Regions from separate parts of the Danio rerio genome. Here region 1 is linked to region 2. Evidence: chromatin contacts called from public Micro-C data. All regions are on one chromosome and are shown on one strand. The core of a region is the stretch at or near the end of the contact, and the rest is flanking DNA. Distances in the headings are between cores, read along the strand shown. Region 1 overlaps peli2 (pellino E3 ubiquitin protein ligase family member 2). Region 2 holds the start of peli2 (pellino E3 ubiquitin protein ligase family member 2).

Evidence for each region. A called contact is a pair of places that touch in the nucleus more often than the background predicts.
Region 1: a contact with region 2 is called in a Micro-C map of caudal fin, with 4 times the contacts expected there. The contact joins the enhancer-like site here to the promoter of peli2 in region 2. A contact is called at or near these places in 7 of 18 Hi-C or Micro-C datasets (caudal fin, embryo, hematopoietic stem cells and 1 more) and 2 of 4 datasets of contacts at active chromatin or transcription factors (caudal fin and embryo).

Annotation. Positions count from the first base shown.
Region 1 is chr17:49,058,129-49,063,697 of GRCz12tu, reverse strand. It overlaps peli2 (pellino E3 ubiquitin protein ligase family member 2), which reads right to left. Exons shown (of 6, transcript NM_001002616.1): 4 at 3,096-3,293; 5 at 2,617-2,805. The region is part of intron 3 of LOC141378415 (a long non-coding RNA gene); the gene reads left to right. Among named protein-coding and RNA genes, the nearest start is that of tmem260, 41 kb to the left of the region's middle. Within about 2 kb of position 2,752, at least 4 of the 62 cell types and tissues checked have an H3K27ac peak or open chromatin away from gene starts, as enhancers often do. A contact at or near this core is called in caudal fin and skeletal muscle, where this site is marked.
Region 2 is chr17:49,013,039-49,018,116 of GRCz12tu, reverse strand. peli2 (pellino E3 ubiquitin protein ligase family member 2) reads right to left here and starts at 1,557. Exons shown (of 6, transcript NM_001002616.1): 1 at 1,264-1,557. The coding sequence starts at 1,340.

The DNA of each region.
Region 1 (5,569 bases), core at 1,503-4,002, 44 kb before region 2:
TGACCTTTGAACTCTTCCAATTTGTTTTTCCATTGAGTTTCCATTTTTCCATCCCTTTCAGCCTTACAGCTGCATGTTTCCACAGACTTAAGAAATAAACGATGATGCAAGGCTAATACATGTTTATCTCTGCTCTTCCAAAACACATTCTTGGAGTGCTACAGCACTGCACAGTCTGAGCGTCTCTCGTCTTAAGCTTATTTCAAGTCTCTACTAATGAGCTGAGGAGTTCAGCTGTGGAATCAGATGTTTGTTTGATGAGCAAGTCCAATTTTGAAGATCTGAGATATGAAACTTGCAGGATGTCTCTATCTTGCACTTACATGCAGAGCAAAAAAAGTTTGGCAACTTCTGGAATTTTCATGTTGTTCATTTGGGTTCTTTTTGTTCGATGGTATATTAGGGGACACTGAATAGACCATATACAGTACGCATCTATAACAGCAAGCCCTCAAAGATCAGATCAGGTGTGGTTAATTAATTACTGAAAACGTATTGGATCAGGTTAATGCTTGATGATCTTCAGTCTCTGGGTTTGTGTATTCTCTACTGCTTAAAAATGTTTAAAATCCAGTTAATTTATCAAATAAACAAAAGCATACCATCAGTAAAAACATCTTGGACGTTTACCTTTAGCAATATGTTCATCAGCAAAATAGTTGTTTTGAATTTGATGGTGTGGTGAGAATGCAGAACCACAATTGTCCCCCAGAAGGCGCTAGATGTTCAGAGACTCAAACAAGGTGCTCAATTGACTGCTTATGATACATCTACACAATATATCATGCACTGTACAAAGAAAACCATGACTTTCCAAACTAAACAGAGCAAAACAAAGCCCCTTATTTGAGCAAGATATCATGTGAAAGAACTTGCAGACTAGAGCACTATATTCCAGACATGAGGTTAGGAGGAACATCTTTAATCTTCATTTTAGGGATCTTCCTTACCATGATTTGAACTAGTACACTCTAAACTACCCGAATCTTCACTGATACAACAAGTAGCATCCCACAACCTGAATGAGAACTCCCTGCACATGGATTAGACCCCGGATCCTAATAAAAGTTTCAGATGATTTTGTCTAGACAGTTTCTGCAGCTGTGAATTAGGACATTTTACCACTGTAAAATAGCAGTGAGCAAACCGATGACTGACTGAGAAATTAGTTATGTTTACATGCACTAATTTACATCAAACTGAATGAACTGAATCTGATTTCACATTTGTTTATATGTACTCTAAACATTGTATTTAATTCAAAATTCTGTTTATGTTCATTTTACATGCATTCATTCCAATGAAAACTTTGGCACAATGTAAATAAAGTATATAGTTTTATTTATATTTAGGCAGGCTATTGTATCTGAAAATCAAAATACTAGTTTTAAATTTTGAAAGTACATTCCAACTACAGGTGTTTGTTTGTTAGTTTATGCACATTATAAAACGACAAAAGAAACTAGTTTAATAGACTTGCCTTTCGTTAAATTTAGTTGACAATGCAATACTGATAACAGTATCCTTAATAAAATATACTACGATATTAGAAATAATACAATTTGTATGTTTTGTTTTGTTTTAATTATAGAGCTACTTTAAACATTATTATTACAGCGCATTCTAAATCAGAATGTTTCATTACGAAGTCTAATGCAAATATACAGGCAGTGGTTTCACATGCTTTATAATAATAAGAATAATAATACACTCATTGCAATTTTTCTGGGCAGTCAACCATTTGGCCTTCAGACTCCACACTATCATATTTCTGAAGAGGAGACATTTATCAAATTATGCGAAGGCTAATGCATGTCAATATCGCACTGCCCTCAAAAGTAGTCAGATTCAAGCATTGACACAGTCATTTTTTGTTGTTGAATTGGGTCAGTAAAAAAAAAAATTAACCACCCTCTCCATTCGGATCAAAATGTCATTCAGATCAAGCTCAGTCTGACTAGTTAAGGTGTTTACATGAAGATTTTTTTTAATCTGATTGAACCATCAATCTAACTACATATGTATTTGAGTCTGCGTAAATGTAGCGCACTGTGAACTATGCATGTCATGATTTTGCAATAGTATCTGGACGCAGCCTTTATGATGCAAGCTGAGACTGCATCGCTCAGAGATGCAATGTGAGAAACAATGCACTAAATGGAGCTAGTGACATCACTGTAAGGGAGTAGGGTTAGGGGTTAGGCGAGCACATTAAAAAGCATTGGATGCAGCTCAGGTTGCATCTGCACCAAGTCTGCAGCCAGACCTTTCTCTGATTTTGCCAAGTACGACGAGATCCTGGATTTACATCTATGTTGATCCTGGAACATCATTTTTGATCAAAAATGTTATCCATACTTAGTCCTTACTCCTAAACCCGACCATAATTCTAAATGATTCCCAAAATCTGAGCGGAATAATAGTTGTATAACAATCAAGCAGAAGTGCAAAAACCAAACCGCAAGCTTAAACTTAAACTGTAAATGTATCCCTTAATTCTGATTGGCTGATTCGAATGTTGTTCCAGGATCAACATAGATGTTAATCCAGGAACATGTCCTACTTGGAGAAAACAGGCGGTAAACTACACTGAACAGACACCGCTCACATACTAACCAATTTTCCTCGAGTTTGAGCAGAGCGTGTTTCTCTCAGTGTGTAAACATCTCCACACACTGATATCTCCCTCCACACACCAGGCTTGGATTCCTCTGTGAACCCGCCCCGCGGGTGCATGACTAGCACCCCATTGGTAGTCAAACCGTCCATGTGACCATCTGGATTCTTCCATTTGGCTGCTTTTTCCTGCAGAGAGATTTAATTACTGTACATAAACAAAAATATGTGCACCGCACTTTGTTTTTAGGTACACATGGGCGAGTCATTCCAGTTAGCCAGACACACCTATATTTACCAGGTAAGTTTAGATCAGTTCCACAGGATCAGCAGAAGTGGATACTTCCCCAGACAGCTCATGCACACGTATATTACTCCCCAGACAGCAGTATATATTTATAAATAATAGCTTGATAAAGTATCTAGTAATGCATCTCAGACAATTCCATTTCAGGACCAGGCATAAAAACCGCACTTACTCCGAGAAATATATTCTTGGAAGAATCGAAGCCTGCAGCGAAGATTCGTGCGGTGTAGGGTGGGTTACGCTCACACACCACCCGGCAGGCGAAGCGGGAGATGGTGCTTTGAGTGATGGGTGTCTCCTCACTCTCTCCTCCCCCTGACACAGTGTCAGTCACCACAAAGTCAATCGGGCCCTCCGTCGATCGGCCGATCTAAGATACAACAGACAAGTTCAAAGATTCTCAGATACATCTTATATTGTCATACAGACAGCTTGCTGTGACTGCATGACTCAGATGGGAAACATTTTTTAATAAACACAGGGTTACCACAGATCATGGGCTATCTGGAATTTCTGAATTTTTTATTCTTTTTCAGGTAATTTGACTGCCAGGGATTTTTGTTATTAATTGAAAAAAAATACTTCATTAATTCATTTGAACTTCCAGTCTATCTTTGTTTGGGCTTTAGCACTGTATCCTTAACAAAAGTGACATGAGAACGTGATTAAAGATACATTTTTCTTAATCTGCTCAAGTGCTATTAGGTCATGAAAATACATCATTTTAGTCAGTAAAAGTCATGACATTTGGCTTAGCGTGGGTACTCTGTATACAGTAATATTAGTGGTAGAAGTAAAAACAAGTATATATTGCACAATACAGTTTAAAAGTTAATGATCAATAAAATTTGAAATAAAGTCTTTTGAAATCTAACCCGGGCTGCATTTAACACAAATGCACCAAAATAGCCGTTTTCATTGGAATTCATTTAAAATAAATTCATAAGCACTGCTGTGATGGTACATTTAAATTTGAAAAAATATACACACATACACATTAACACTTTGCCCATTTAATGAATAGCACAATAAAGCTGTCACTTTACCATCACTTTAGAACTTGCACGAGAAACATTGGCAGCAGTACATATGATCAATATGCACTGGACCAAATCAGAATTTAGATTTTAGTCAACGGGCATCTAAGTGGCACTGAAATGAGGCACCAAGGAATTGAAGGCAAGGGAAGCATCAATGATACGTTTCTTTATATGAAGCCAACTGGTTTCCTTTTTAATCAGCAACCTTAAGTATTATAACTTGTATTTTTATTGTGAACCTGCTTGCTTTATTTGCGGAGTCTTAAATTATCGCACTACGTTACCAATGTACGAGTTCGCAAATGTGCATTCAACTGTTTTTACAAAACTTAGCTGGTCTACAAGATGTCAGAACTGAATCAGGCTGTTTTTTGATTCACTGTCCAAAAAAAAACAATGACAAACCAACATAAACATTGCTGAAGATGGCAATGTTTAGTGGAATCATGGACGTCAGCAACACTACTGTAAATAATCATAAGTTTTGTGACAAAACCCTTATGATGCAATAAAAACAAGTCAATGTGTTGTTTATTAGCAGAAAAGGCAAAAAAAATTTCATATTTATGCTAAAGATTTAACCATTTGAAACCGGTTTGTAGACTGCTGTTAAAAGCACTGTAACTGTCAATTTTTTGTTAATGTTTTTGTATCTAATTTGTATTGTTCAGTAATACAATCTCACTTAAAAACTTAACACCGAACCCTATACTGGAATCAAATAATCAATTAAAAACAATCCATATCTTGGTATATCAGGAATCTGAGGAGCAAAAACAAATTCTTAAATGAGCAAACTATTGTATGTGGTTTGAGTCAAGTGACAATTACGGTCCCTACACCGTTTAGCCTCAAGAGTAAACAGGATGGAAAATAGTTCTGCATGTGCTGGTACTTGTTTGAAGAGCTTATTTTGGTTTTAAATGTGGGATGGAAATTCCCAAGAATAGAGAGGTGCTCGTTGCACTAAATCCTGTTTATAAATACATGTACTGAAATAAAAGACGCAACGCTCTCCACTTTATTTCCTTTTTATAGAGAGAGTTTCTGTTTTGTCCTTGTGGGCTACTGCTGCTGGTTCCTGTTTTTGCTTTTCTTCTCATTTGCTCATTTCCCATCTGCATGACTCTTTCCATCATGTGCAGACCTGGGGCTTGTACAATGAAGCTGAATTAGCTGGCAAGTCAGCTAAGTTTTGGTTTGCACCAATCCTGGATTTTCGGTACCAGTAAGAAAGCTCAGCTTTAATCGTTATTTGTTGCGATGGTATTCTATGCTGCATAGCTAAACTGCTCCAGGGCTGCTTTTATGTTCTGGATTGGAGATCACAAACCGACATTCAACAAATCAACTGAGAACAAAATTGACATCTGACGCAATAAAGAAACTCCAGTTTCTGTTGCTATTAATTAAAAAGGGCTGTATTTTGTAAAATACTTATCAAAAGAAAAAAAAATCTTCTGGTTTTAAATGCAGAATAATTATTTTATCCACAATCAATTACAAGCCTTTTTAGTTTAACAACCAAGTAATAATATTTATATATACATTTAATGATATGGGTTTAGACTTCATCTCCTGATTATTTAAATAAATAAATAAAGAC
Region 2 (5,078 bases), core at 308-2,807:
ATATAAGATAAGAACACATAAACCTAGTAAACATACAATGCTTCAGTCCGTGTTCATCTAAGCAACATTAATGTTGTTAATAGCTTAAGTTATTCTAACATTTAATTGATAAAAATGTGGGATTTCACAGCAGATTAACATATAAAACGTTATGGAGATGTGCAGTTTGGTGCAGACCCATTTAATTGTGTTGTTGGCTCTTTTATTTGCTAAAAAAGTATAAGGTGTCAGTCAGATGACAGGAGGCCTATAGTTTGCACAACAGGTTTTTCAGCAGTTTTGGTCATGTTGATCATTTAAACCTGCATTCATTTGCAGGTCAAGTTACAATGCAGCAGGCTTTCCAGCATTACCTTCTATTACAACGACTTTGGTCCGAGTCTGAATCTTGTTGATTGCAATGCTATAAAACAAATAGTTTAAAGGTGATGAAATTTTAAGATTGTCTTAATTACAGACATCCAGATCAGAACCTAACAAACTAATGAAGCAATTCTCAAGGAATGAGCTGGAAAGCTCTGTTCTAGATCACTGAACAGCACTGTGATTTACAACCAGCAGTGCGAGGAAGGGGCATTGTTAAAAAAAAAATGAGAGAGAGAGAGAGACTCTTTGCTCAGTCACAGAAAAGGAGGGGGACAAATAACTTTAGTGGGCTGCTTCCGAATTCCTCCACCACCCTTCATCTCGTTATGGCTTTCCGTACAGATGATGATAAACGAGCCCGATGAGGAGGTCCCATCACGATCCTAAAACCAGGGCCAAAATACGGGTGTCTGAGGATTAAACCAAATCACAGCTACACCATCCACCCCCACGCTGGAGTAAAACACGCATCACGTTCAATAAACGCCTTTCTGAATTATCTGCAAATCTCCTTAGCTGCGTATTTTTGTGCATATAAATAAGAGTGGTGTGTGTGTATTTTACAGCCAACCATAAGCTTAGGAAAAGCGCTCACTAAAGCGCACGTGTTTCATTTGTGCAGTAACGTGAGCGCGTGAATTTTAGGAGCTGGGAGGTCTCGCGCACTGCACACCAATATCAAGTGTGTAAACAAACTATTTCCGTACTCTCCAAAAACGCGGTTTTCAGCTGAACAGCAGCTCAAAAATACGCCCGAGACTTGCTGAAGCACCCCGCTGTGAGAGTATTTAGAGCACGTGAACTCAGGAAACAAGCAGGTAATACAAGTAAAGTCGGGCGAACTCGTCAACATTAGATAAACATGATGAAAAATAGCTGCGTGTATACGGGACTCACCCTAAAACCACCAGTTCCCCGTACTTTACTGGCTCTTTGGTGGGCGCACAGTGCTCCTCTTGACCCGGTGAAAACATGAGGCTTTTCGGACAACACGGCGCCTCTCTCTCTCAATTACACGATCAATCCAGCGACGAAAAGGGAAAGACTTCAAAGGACGCTTTTAACAGCCATGTTACCCGTTTTACCTGCGCCCAGTCTTACGTTGTACTTTTCTAAAAATAATTCAAATCAGCAAAATAACATATCCGACAGAAAATATAAAAATAAAGCCTAGAGTCTGGGAGACATTTCATTATAGGAAGAGCGAATAACTTAATGCTTCCATCCGCTGAAAGAAAAACAGTACTAGTAGGGGGTGGACCGTACCATTCACTTATAACGACTTTACGAGGGGTGGCGTACTAGGAAACTTTTTTTTAAGATTGTGGTTAATATTCTCATACCCTTTATCAGCGGGCTATGCATAATTAGAAACCTTTTATAATTGTCTTTCCTCTTCGTTAATAATAACGGAAAAAATTACGCTAAGACATTTCATCTTTCGTTCTGAAAACAACGCACCCCCTCTAACGGCACAGTCCAACTCAACGGCGGTCTGAGGCGGCACCTTCAATTATGTAAACAAAGCATGAAACTTCGACATTTTTAAAGAGATATCATTAGGTTATGAAGGTAGTTTTTACCATCTTAATTTAGAAACATTTTATATATCGGGCAAATAATATAAACATTAATGTATTTTTTCCATAAAAAATAGGGAAACATCTTTTTTTATTTTTAGATATAGAAATAAATAACACATTCTTTAAATGGAGTATAAAATTATATTGTTTTCTTGTTACACATTTTATTGTCCCCTAAACAAAAGTAGCATTTCAGCATAGCATCATAAGTTCATTCATTTTCCTTAGTTTCTATTTCAGAGGTTACCACAGCGTAATGAACCACCAACTATTCCAACATATGTTTTACACAAGGTATGCCCTTACAGCCGCCAACCAGTACTTGGAAACACTTTTACATTCACACATGCACTACAGACAATTTAGCTTTCCCAATTCACCTGTAGTGTGAGTGTGTATACCCACCCATACACACTCATTTACATACATTCATGCTACGAAAAATTTAATTTATTAATTTTCTTTTTGGCTTAGTCCCTTTATTAATCAGGGGTTGCCACAGCAGAATGAACCGCCAACTTATCCAGTATATGCTTTACACAGCAGATGCCCTGCCAGCTGCGACCCAACACTATTGACCTTATTCTCCGCAGACGAGTGGGCGCTGCCATTTAAATCTTTTTGGCACGAGACTTCCGGTCTCATTCACTTCCATTAATTTTTAGACATTAAAAACTGCTTGTTTCGCTGTTTGATGTTGCAAACTGATATTTCCTTGTTATATTATTCTACTTGGTCTGTATAGTCATGCAAACATTTGTTTGTAGAGCAAGTAGTTTGACCGTTTTTTGACATTTATTATTCCTTGTCATTTCTCCCATAGGAACTGAAACGGAAGTTTTAAGACAATCGCGAAAACAGGCGCACTTCTGCATTTTAGAATAAGGTCAATAGGAAACACTTTCACATTCACACACATACACTAAAGACAATTTAGCTTTCCCAATTCACCTGTAGCGCATCTCTTTGAACTGTGCACCCGGAGGAAACCCACGGCAAAATGCAAGAACATGTAAACTCCATACAGAAATGCAAACTGACCCAGCCGGCTCTCAAACCAGCGACCTTGCTGTGAGGCGACAGTGCTAACCACTGAGCCACCGTGTCGCCCTAGCCTGATATAATAAAATATTACAAAGCAGCTTTAACAGTGGTCAACAGTCTGATTGACACTGAATTGAAAGCTTCTGGACTTGTTCCGTTTGCATCAGGGATTTTGTATCACCTGCCAGAGGGTAAAGAGATCAATATAACATGGATAGAGTACATGGGATGGGATTATGTTTGACTCATTCAGAGTACATAGCTCATACAGAATCTGGGTGCTGGTATAGTCTTTTACATCTAGTTTCATGGCAGTTAGGTCAATATACAAATGTTTCAACTTCAAATTTTTACAGAAAGACTGATAAAATAAATATGGAGTGATAAAAAAAGATACATAATTTTCTTATTAATTCCAGAACCACAATCTGGTGTTTTTCACAGACCCAATTAACAGTGTCCCATGTAAGATTTTGCCCTCCTATATTGCACCCGAGAAATGCAATCCTAATTTTGATTATGAACAAATGCTGGCAACATGAGAAACAGTTACACTTGGGATCAAAAAGGATTTCCCTTGATTTATTAAATATAACTATAGCAGTAAGCTACATAACCAAATCTAAAATATAGTTTTTGATGAAACTGTCTTAAATGTTGTCCTGTGTAAAAGCACTTGTGTAAAAGTGTAAAGTTAAGTACACTAGTCCACATATAGTGGATCTAAAAGTTTTTTTTAAATCACCCAGAGACAAGAATAGATTTGGTTCAATAGCTTTAGGACACCTTTGATGTCACTTCAGATGTTCACTACTGTAGTTTAGTGTATATAGTTAGATTACCGCTCAGCATGTTAGTTATTCATTAATTCATTTTCTTTTCGGCTTAGTCTCTTCCGCTGTGGGGTCGCCACAGCGGAATGAACAGCCAACTTATCTAGCATATGTTTTACCCAGTGGTTGCTCCTCCAGCTGCAACCCAGTACTGGGAAACACTTATACACACTCATTCACACTCAAACACTACGACCAATTTAGCTTATTTAATTTACCTGTACCACATGTCTTTGGACTGTGGGGAAACCGAAACACCCGCAGGAAACCCACACGAACATGGGGATAACATACAAACTGCACACAGATATGACAACTGACACAGCCGGGACTCAAACTAGCGACCTTCTTGCTGTGAGGCGACAATGCTAACTATTGAGCCACAATTTCATCCATATTAGTTATTTATAAGTTTTAAAACTTATGTCCAAGTGTTATTCATATTTTTGATTATGTTTATTTATGTGGCACCGTGGTCCTGCGAGACACGACATTTCGTTCCACTGTATGTCCACATATCAATATTATCATAACATATTATCGTCAATAAAGATGTTGATAATTGAACTCAGAGGTTAAAAGTACTAGCAGCTCATTACCAGTTTCTGTGTTGAAATTTTACAAGACCAACAAAGGTAATGTATTACTTCAAACTATTAAAATGTCACTAAAAGTCAATCTGCTCAAACTTTTCAACTTCAAAAGTTGTCGAAGCAGAGATCAAGGTCCCACAATGCCATACAAAAGCTTAAAGTCCATGTTCTTCAGGTGAAGAAGTCATTTGTGCAAGTTATCTATTGAAAACAAATGTTTTGGTAATCTTCAGTCAAAGTCTGTCCTTTTGCTTCTACTTTGAAGTGGTGATCGTTCTTTGTTTGTTTTTTGTATTTGCTTTTTGTGCGGAAAATAAAAGAAAACATAACAAACCTCTGTTCAGCCACAATATTCTTAACCCTTGTGTATTGTTCAGATTGATTACCCTTTCGTTATGTTAGTGGCTGATTTTGCCCCATTGACTTCCATTATAATGACATTTTTTAACACCATATAATCATGCATGGCTTAGTGGTGGCTTAGCAAGAAGGACGCTAGTTTGAGTCCCCGCAGTTGGCTTTTCTGTGTGGAGTTTGCATGTTCTCCCCGTGTACATGTGGGTATCCTACCAGGGTCTAAGAATATGTGCTACAGTTGAATTGCATAAGCTAAATTGGTGTAGTGTATGGGTGTTTCCCAGTTATGGGTTGTAGTTATT